2 separate regions of the Mus musculus genome follow, and region 2 is linked to region 1. A link is a contact called in public Hi-C data. All regions are on one chromosome and are shown on one strand. Each heading gives the region's core, a stretch centred on a gene start, on an enhancer-like site or on the middle of the called end of the contact. The rest is flanking DNA. Distances are from core to core; before and after follow the strand shown. Region 1 has its middle 9.1 kb from the start of Gm41112. Region 2 overlaps Zmiz1os1 (a long non-coding RNA gene).

Region 1 (4,424 bases), core at 13-2,512:
TATTTTAAGTAGCCTCCTCCAAAATGGACCCCAGTTCTCCTTCCCCCCCTAGTATTCAGCCACTGTACAATGCTCTCCCTTGAGCGTATGCTGGACCCAGCAACTTGTTTCTAACAAACCAAATACAGAACTATATAGGAGTACCATACTAAAGATCATGTTATTAAAAAGTGTATATGGTCCATCTTAGGCACACTCATTGCTCATGATGAAAGAAACCTTCTACAGCGAGGTCTGTGCAGCCACAGAGAAGGACTTTCAGGGCAACAGTTAGAGAGGAACTGAGCCCTTTGTCCAACAAGCTCCTCAATAGGCCCTTGCAAAAACCTCCATGCATGGGAGAGGAGAGGGGAGGACCTGCCTCAGTCAGGCCATCAGATGCACCACAGCCTCGTTCCTGACTTTGTGCATCCAGAGATCCCATGAGACGATGCACACTTGTTGTTCTGATCTCTGTGCTTGGAGTCATTTGTTACGCAGCTCATTTCTTTCCTCATGATGTACAAAGACTAAATGGGTACTTGGTGAGCTAAGAGGTTATTGCACATGTGAGATGGTCTCAGCCTGACCTTCATGGGTGTCCTTGCTAGAAGGATGACAAGGACATTAGTGGTCTCACTTTTTTAAGGTTCTGGCTACTCAGCCCTTCCCAGATAGAGAAAGCAGAGGCAAGTGCCTTTGTCTGCGTTGTCAATTGCTCTGTTCCCAGACCATCCCCTAGTGTCTGCATGAGGGATGTACTCAGATGGAGAAAGTGGTGAAGGCTGACCTGGAGGGACCAGAGGCAACTGGCAAGAACCTGCTATGTAGATCAGAAAGCTGTCCCACTGGAGTTGGGCAGGTGGCATGCTCAGCTCCTGGGCCACTCCAGCTTCCTGGCTCTGGCTCTCACTCCGGCTTCAGGGAATGAAAGAGGCAGGGTCTGTGACTTCTCTGAGTTCCCAGATTCTGGTCAAATTTCAGGAAACTTCAGAAGAATAGGGTCTGAGGTCTGCTTCAAACACAGCAGGAAAGAGAACTTACAGACTGTTGTTGTTTTTTTCTTTTTTAAGTTTGTATTTTGGTTTTATTTTTGTAACACTGAAGAAGCCCTGAAGTTGCACGATCCTCTACTTTAAAAGGAGTTGTGGGAAGGTGGGGGAGCAGGGTGAGGAATCTTACAAAGCTGAAACCTTCTGGTGCTTGTTAAAAACAACAGAACAGCCATCTCCCCTCCCCTCAGGGCTGGCTGGCTTGACCCTCCGCTCTCCAGAATCTCTGGTTTTATTTTATAATCTGACTCGGCTGCAAACTCTGCAGCTATGCAGCTGACTTTTTACAGCCACGGCTGGGGAATGACTTCATCTTGGTGAATTTATGGGTCACGGCAGAGGATGGAGCAGAGGAACCTGGAGGGGGGGGGGAGTTTGCAGCCTATCCTGCCCCACCTTGGGTGATGATTTTCCCAGTCATGGCCTTGCAGAGCCAGCTCTTGCCCTGCTGTGGTGTTACGAGTTGGGGTGTCGCGCCAGAATCCCCTGACGATGTCTGACATGGTTGTGAACTCTCAGTAGAGCACAGGAGCTGGAAAGTGAGCCTTAGGGGTGGCCCAGCACATTCCAAAACCAAGAAAAGAGTCCAGGGCACCTGAGAGGCGTTTCTACTCTCAGGCATGGGGTTGGTTGGGCTTGGGGACATATGTTGCTCCAGAGACAGTGTGTTGGCAATGTTTGCCCCTAGGCTGACAGGGACTGGACTGGCACCAATCTCTCAGCTGCCATCTTTCCCCCTCCTGCCTTCTTAAAACACGGCTCCCGGAGCAAGTGCTGCCCTTCCTGCCTCTAGCTTCTCCCCAGATGTTTCCTGAGTTCTATCGCTCCTTGGCTAGCACAGCAACTCCCAGAAGTCTTGACAACCTGCCACTCAGGGTCATGGAGTCTGCTTTGATGATGGCCTGAAGATAGGTGGTCTAGGTATATATGCTAACCTTGAGAACTACCACGCCTAGAATCTGTTCACCTTCCTGCTACTCTCTGTCTGCCCTCTGCCCCAAATACATGACACAGAGTTAACACTTAGAGACACTTTGAACCAGGAGATATTTCTGAAATTCATGGGATAAACTACCCTCGGCCACAGTACCCCACTCCATGCTCGTGTGCATACATGTGTGTGTGTGTGTGTGTGTGTGTGTGTGTGTGTGTGAGAGAGAGAGAGAGAGAGAGAGAGAGAGAGAGAGAGAGAGAGAGAGAGAGAGGTGTGTGATGTCTGTATATATGTATATTGTAGCCTGAGAGCCTTGACTCTTCCTGAGCTGGACTGTGGACAGTTGAGGCTCAGAATCAAGCCGAAAGCTTCACCATCCCTGAGCCCTGCGATTTGGGGACACCACCGCATGCCCTGAGATATAGCTATTTCCATCTGATGGCACATGAAATAACCTTTCTGTCATCCCACGAGTGGATGACAAAGGCAGGTGGGGTTGACTGGGAAGACTCTGAAGCTGGGGATGACCCCGATTCTTTCCCACAACTCACTGTGAGACAAGTCTTGGGACAAGCAGTAGGGGGCAAGCCACAGTCCTCACCCTCCATGTTCTTGCAGACAAGGAGGCAAGGCAGCCAGGAAGACTCCAACTCCCTGGCTTGGTGGAGGTTTCACTACACAAATGCAGACAGGCCTTGCAGGGGCTGGAGATGTGACTCAGTGCTTGAGAGCATTTGCTGCTCTTACACAGGACCCACGTGGTGCTTTCCAACCATATCTAACTATGCTTCCAGGGGATCTGACACTCTCTCTGATCTCCTCAGGTACCAGGCATGTGCGTGGTACACAGACATGTGTGTAGGCAAATTCTTATGCAAGCAGTCAGTAAATCTAACAAAAATTTAAAAAGTTAAAAACGGTCTTGCTGACTGATATCTGAACTGAACTTGGACAAAGAAGTTTTCAGATAGACACGGCAAAAGACAAAAGTGTGATTTGGAAGGAGAGTGACTATTATGGTCTGGATGTGTTCATAAAAGTTCACACGTTGGAAACTTGCCCCCACACTCACAATCTATATATTTGGTTGTGGGCTTTGGGGAAGTGCCTGGGATTAGGTTAGGTCATCAGGATGGGGACTCCATTTTTGTATTGGTGGCTCTATAAAATGAGGATGAGAGGCTTGGGCTAGCACATTTACTCTAATTATGTGATAGTCTCTGCTTCATTTTGATATCACTGCTCTTTCGTTTTTACCGTCTCTAGAACCATGAGCTAAATAAATCTTATCTCTTTATAAGTCACCCACATTCTAGGACACTTTGTTATAGCAACAAATAAGACTAAACAATAAAGTAGAGTCAGAGAAAACTGGGGGAAATAGACTAAAGATGAAAGAGTCACTGAAAAAGTTGACCATCAGTTGTACTACATACACTTAATGCAGTGGGTATGAATAGATGTGACTGACAGCATTACTGTGGGACACTGTTGGGGACAATAAAGCTTGAATATTTGACATACTGGGTGGGTTTTAATGTGAAGGAGGACTATGTATTCTACATGGGGTTGCTGGGGGAGTGGTCTTTGGCTTGAGGTGACTTGGGAAACATAGTCAGTTGGAGCAGTGATGGCAAGGCTGTCTGAGTTAGTCAATCTCAAGGGTATTAAAATAAGATAGCAATGGCCTGCTCTCCCAAGAGCCCGGGGCTCCTGTGCTAGGGCTCAGTCTTCCCAGGAGAGAAATCATGCCCAGTGTTGGCTTCATTGCCTCCCACATCGCTGTGATAAAACACTCTTACCAAAGCAACCTTGAGGGGGAGGGGCTTATTTTGGCTCCCAGTTCGAGGGTAGAGTTCTCCGTTGAGGATGTGAAGGCTGCAGGGACTTGAGGCAGCTGATCGTGACACGTCTGAAACCAGGAGGCACAGAACAGTGGATGCTCTTGCTTAGCTCTCAGACCCCTTTTCGTTCCTTCCAGAATCCAAACCTAGGGCCTAGTGGCACTCCTTTAAGGGCGGGTCTTCTCACCTCAGTTAGTCTAATCAAGATCATCTCAGGTGTGCCTGGAGGCGTGTCTACCAGGTGATTCCAGATCCCAACCAGTCCATGGCCTTTAGAAACCATCACAAGGGCAGAGTGTTCTGTGCTGTATGCCAATCCCCTTGGGGTTGAGTGACCAGGAAGGTCTGGCTAGTTTGCCTGCCTTCCTCTTCTTCAGCACCTCCTATTAAGCAGTGCCTCAGAGGAACCTTTCCTATTGGCCACCTAGAAAGCTCCACCCTCTTCTATGAATCCTAGGCTCTGGCCTCCTGCTTTCTGGGTGCCTCAAGTACCTTCTCTGCCTCTCCCACCCCTTTGGAATAATCACTTCAAGAAAGCCCTGCTCCTCCTCATTCTTTGGCCCCAGGGAAGTATGAGCTCCCATTGCTCCTGGGAAGTTTGCCTACACTGGTCAA
Region 2 (4,037 bases), core at 528-3,027, 260 kb before region 1:
TCTAACTCCCTTCCCCCAACCCACTCTCACATTGTTCTCCTGTTCTGGGCCAGGTCAGCACGGCAAGACTGCTATCAAGGAGACATGTGTAGTTCCGGGTCTTGGGGCTCATTATCGACTGCAGCAGTTGCTGTGGCTGCTGGACCATCAGGATCTGTGGATGTGTTTAGACAGATGGAGGAATTACAGATGGGCTCAGGAGCTGTACGCGGGATACTGGAGGTTGGTGCTTTCTCCCTGGAGGCTGAGATTTGCAACTCTAGGCTAGATTTGTAAACTGTCAAATCTCAAGGCATTTGAACTCTGCTCTGAGGGGGCAGTGTGAAGTTATAAGCCGTGATGGTCATGATCACAGCTGCCTGTGCTTTAAGAGGTAGGGGATTGAGCAGGAAGGGAACACAGAGATGGTAAGAGACACTGGAAGGGGATAGGATAATGTTAAAATGGATGATGGTGATGTTTGCTGACCCTGATGGTACCGATGAGGTGATGATAAAGGCAATGGCAGTAGTTGAGGGAGTGTGCTGGTGAAGATGGTGATGGTGGTGGTGTTGACAGCAATGGCAATGACAAAGTGATGATGTTGACCGTGATATTTGTGTGTTTGTGGTGATGGTATCGACGGTGTTGATGATGATTATGGTGATGGTAGTAGTCTTGGTGGTGGTAATGGTGATGGGTCATGGTGGTAATGTTTGTAATATTGGTGGCGATGTTTATGGTCTTGGTGGTGACAATGATGATAGTGGCTTTTTTTTTTTAAGTTGGCAGTGATGCTGATGATTATGGTGATGATAGTGGTGGTTGTGGTGCTGCTGTTGATGGTGGTGACAGCGATGGTGAAGGCTGTGGTTGTGGTAATGTTGGCAGTAGTGAATCCTGACCAGGAGAGAATCTAGAAGGTGCAGAAGAGCTGATGTAATGGTATTTGATGACAGGAGCCATTTGCATTAGGGGAGGTGTGAGGTGATGGCTTTGGATGTTCTTATAGCCTATCGGATATCTAGGTGGTGTCCAGTGGACAGTGAGTACTGGGATCTGGAATTTAGCCAGACAAAGATGAGAGCGGTAGAGAATACACCTGCTTTGGGCATGAGATGCCCGAGAGAGGGCACAGAGGGACAGAACCAGAGCCAGGGTCTCTGTGGCTTCCTGATGTTCAGAAGGGTTTCCGAGTCTCCAGGCTTCCTAGGCTCTGCCCAGGGGCTGGAATCCAGGCTTCTCTGCTTGCCTCTCACCAGTGTCACACTCAGTGTTTTTATTCCTCGCCAGGTTCTCAGGAGGATGACATTTGAAAAGGGAGCTCTGTGCTAAAAAAAAAAAAAATCTCTTTCTAACCCAGGTGAAGGAATTGCCATCCTGTGGGGTTAAGAGAAGGGCCTGGGTGACCCCTTGTGACAGCTGGTCCAGGCTGGAATCAATCTGGAGCTCTGCAAAGGGATCGTGGTGTGTGGAGCAGCCTGCGAATAGGGATCTCTTTATAAGGAGGCTCCCTTCTCCCTTAACAAGCCCAGCGAGTCTGCAGTGGGTCTGGTGGAGGGGGTTGCAGCAGAGACGGTGGCAGGGCTTGAGGAGGTGCCTGATTACAAGTCCTCTAAAACCTGGGCTATGGCTCCAGCCAGATGTCGTCCCAGTGAGCACGTGGCCCTGCTGTGGCCCCAGTTTGGCTGCCGATGACTGCCTGGCCTTTCCTGCCCTCTCCTGCCACAGGCCCTCACACCAGGCCGGAATGTCCTCAGGAAGCGGCATCTCGCTCTGCAGAGGGAGCTTTGCTTCTGGACTCCTGGCTGCAGCTCCAGCCAGGATGTTTTGCAATGAGCCTGGGGAAGCGTCCATTCCGGGAAGATCAGGGAGTGGACGGTGCTTGCCAGCAGGGGTCTGGGTGAGAGGGCAGCCACTGCCTGCTGGGCTGGGGTGGGACAGCCCATTCCTCAGGCCCTGTGGGACCTTGGCCTCTAAGCTGTTTATCTGTCTGTCTGCCTGTCCATCTGGATTAGAGGGGCTGGCTTGCTCACTTCAGTTCCCCAAAGGGCTCCCAACTGCAGGGCAGCTTGAGCCTTCTTTCGCTTTATTTCATCTTGGAATGTTTTTGAATATGACTCAAAAGCGATTACAAATTGAAAAGGTACGCCTGCTTCCAGCCACACTGCCCCTGCCCAGGATCCTGGGCCCCAGGAGTAAACTCCCTCAAGTCCCTTTTGTAGTTTGTTGTCTAGTGTTCTGTTTGCAAACAGAAGTGGCTGCTCCTACCCCAGAGGAATCATGCTATGTGCGATGCTTAGGGCTTTGTTCTCCAAAGGGCCACATGACTGTCTGCACAGGACTCCAGCAGGGGTCATCAAGCGCCATGTGGATCCCTCACATAGGACTGTCTGTATTTGCTTTGGAGGAACATGCTGGAGGTGCAAGGCTCTCTACTTTCTTAAGAGCCAGTCCCTTCTCTGGTCTAACCTGTTCCTCCTACTTTCTCATGTAGCCACATTGACAGGAGAAGACCCCGAGGAAGCATGCCCAAGGGAAAACTGTAAATGACAAAGCCGAGGACTTCAATTCAGGTGGACTGGGATTCGACTCTTTCCTCTTTGTCTGTTGTACTGTTGGGAACTTTAGACCTATGGAGTCTTCTATTTTTAGGAGCCAGACCTTCGAAAATTGGAGAGGGCCAGCCAGTATGTCAAGATCTCACGGCTGCCCTTCCCTCTTGTCCTGACACCTGAGCTCTCCTGTGTGTGAAGGATTTCCGCATGCCCAGAAGACAGCTTCAAGCTTCCAGAGCCAGGCACACTTATAGAAGAAAGGAATAAAACCATTTTACAGATGTGTATGCCGAGGCAGCTGAAAGCAATTGCTGACTTGGGTCATGGTTTAAGTCAGGGTGGGTTCTGGGCCCCTGGCCCTCACATGTCCCTACCCAGCATCCTCTTTACCTGCTCTTCCCCCATAGTGTCACTTTGTGCTTTGTCCCTGAAGGCTTTTACCTGTCTTCTCCACTTTTCTCAGCCTTGTTTACCTGACGGTTCCTTTCCTTGGTCTTCACTGGCTAAGGTCAGCCTCTGGTGTGTATGTATGTGTGTGTGTGTGTGCACATGTGTGTGTGCATGTGTGTATGTATGTAAGTGGGTGTGTATGTGTGAGTGTGTGTGTACATGTGTGAGTGTGTTATATGTGCGAGTGTATGTGTATGTGTGGGTATGTATATGTGAGTGTGTGTATGCATTCTGTGAGTGTATATGTAAGTGTGAGTATGTGTAAATGATTATGTGTGTATATATGGGTGGGTATGTATATGTGTGAGTATGTATACGTATGTGACTTTATATGTGTGTGTATGTGTGAATGAGTGTGTGTATGTGTGTGTGTTAACTGAAGCATGATCTTGGTGGTATATTATCCATGTTCCTTCAGAGTTATGTGTCTAGAATTCCACATGCCCTGTTAGGCTATCAATTCTTTTGAGGAAAAAAGTTGATAAATGGCCTTCGGTGACCCTCAAACTCTTGTGTTCCAAGGGACGATGAAACGCACAATCTAACCTGTTCTTCTGAGCCACCTTTGATGAGCAGAAGATCTTGGAACTCTCTCTCTCTCTCTCTCTCTCTCTCTCTCTCTCTCACTCATTCTCTCTCTCTCTCTCTCTCTCTCTCTCATTTTCTCTCTCTCTCTAGGCTTAATTTGCCCTCCTTTAAAGTAAGGCTAAGACTCTTTTTTTTTTTTTTAACTTCCAAAAAGCTCTGAGGGTGAAATAAAGTGTTCACTGGATTTCATGGGGCATAGTTTCTAGTTCTGAACACTCTAAATTTTCAGGCAAATCAATTCTGTCTGTTTATGGCTGTGTACATGTCTACTTGTATACACGTGTAAATCGGAATTTATTTTGGAGACTAGGGTGGTATATTTGAGTATGTAGTACTTGAATATGTTAATTAGAATTTAGTTGTAATTCTGTCCTTCCTATACCCCTTTATGGGCAGAACATGATTGGTCTCCTTTGTTTCAAATCCAGCTGTGCTGGCACCCAGAGTTCCCCAAATACTCTC

What was found. Hi-C and Micro-C count contacts between places; a contact is called where the count stands out from the background.
Region 2: a contact with region 1 is called in a Hi-C map of uterus, with 2.1 times the contacts expected there. The contact joins two enhancer-like sites. A contact is called at or near these places in 1 of 15 datasets of contacts at CTCF or cohesin (large pre-B cells) and 5 of 484 Hi-C or Micro-C datasets (3T3-L1-derived adipocytes, the NIH/3T3 cell line, embryonic fibroblasts and 2 more).

What each region holds. Positions count from the first base shown.
Region 1 is chr14:25,039,344-25,043,767 of GRCm38.p6, reverse strand. No RefSeq gene overlaps it. Among named protein-coding and RNA genes, the nearest start is that of Gm41112, 9.1 kb to the left of the region's middle. Within about 2 kb of position 1,262, at least 27 of the 459 cell types and tissues checked have an H3K27ac peak or open chromatin away from gene starts, as enhancers often do. A contact at or near this core is called in uterus, where this site is marked.
Region 2 is chr14:25,302,406-25,306,442 of GRCm38.p6, reverse strand. The region is part of intron 2 of Zmiz1os1 (a long non-coding RNA gene); the gene reads left to right. It overlaps LOC115486423 (a long non-coding RNA gene), which reads left to right. Exons shown (of 2, transcript XR_001781198.1): 2 at 54-2,822. Among named protein-coding and RNA genes, the nearest start is that of Gm41113, 75 kb to the left of the region's middle. Within about 2 kb of position 1,777, at least 107 of the 459 cell types and tissues checked have an H3K27ac peak or open chromatin away from gene starts, as enhancers often do. A contact at or near this core is called in uterus, where this site is marked.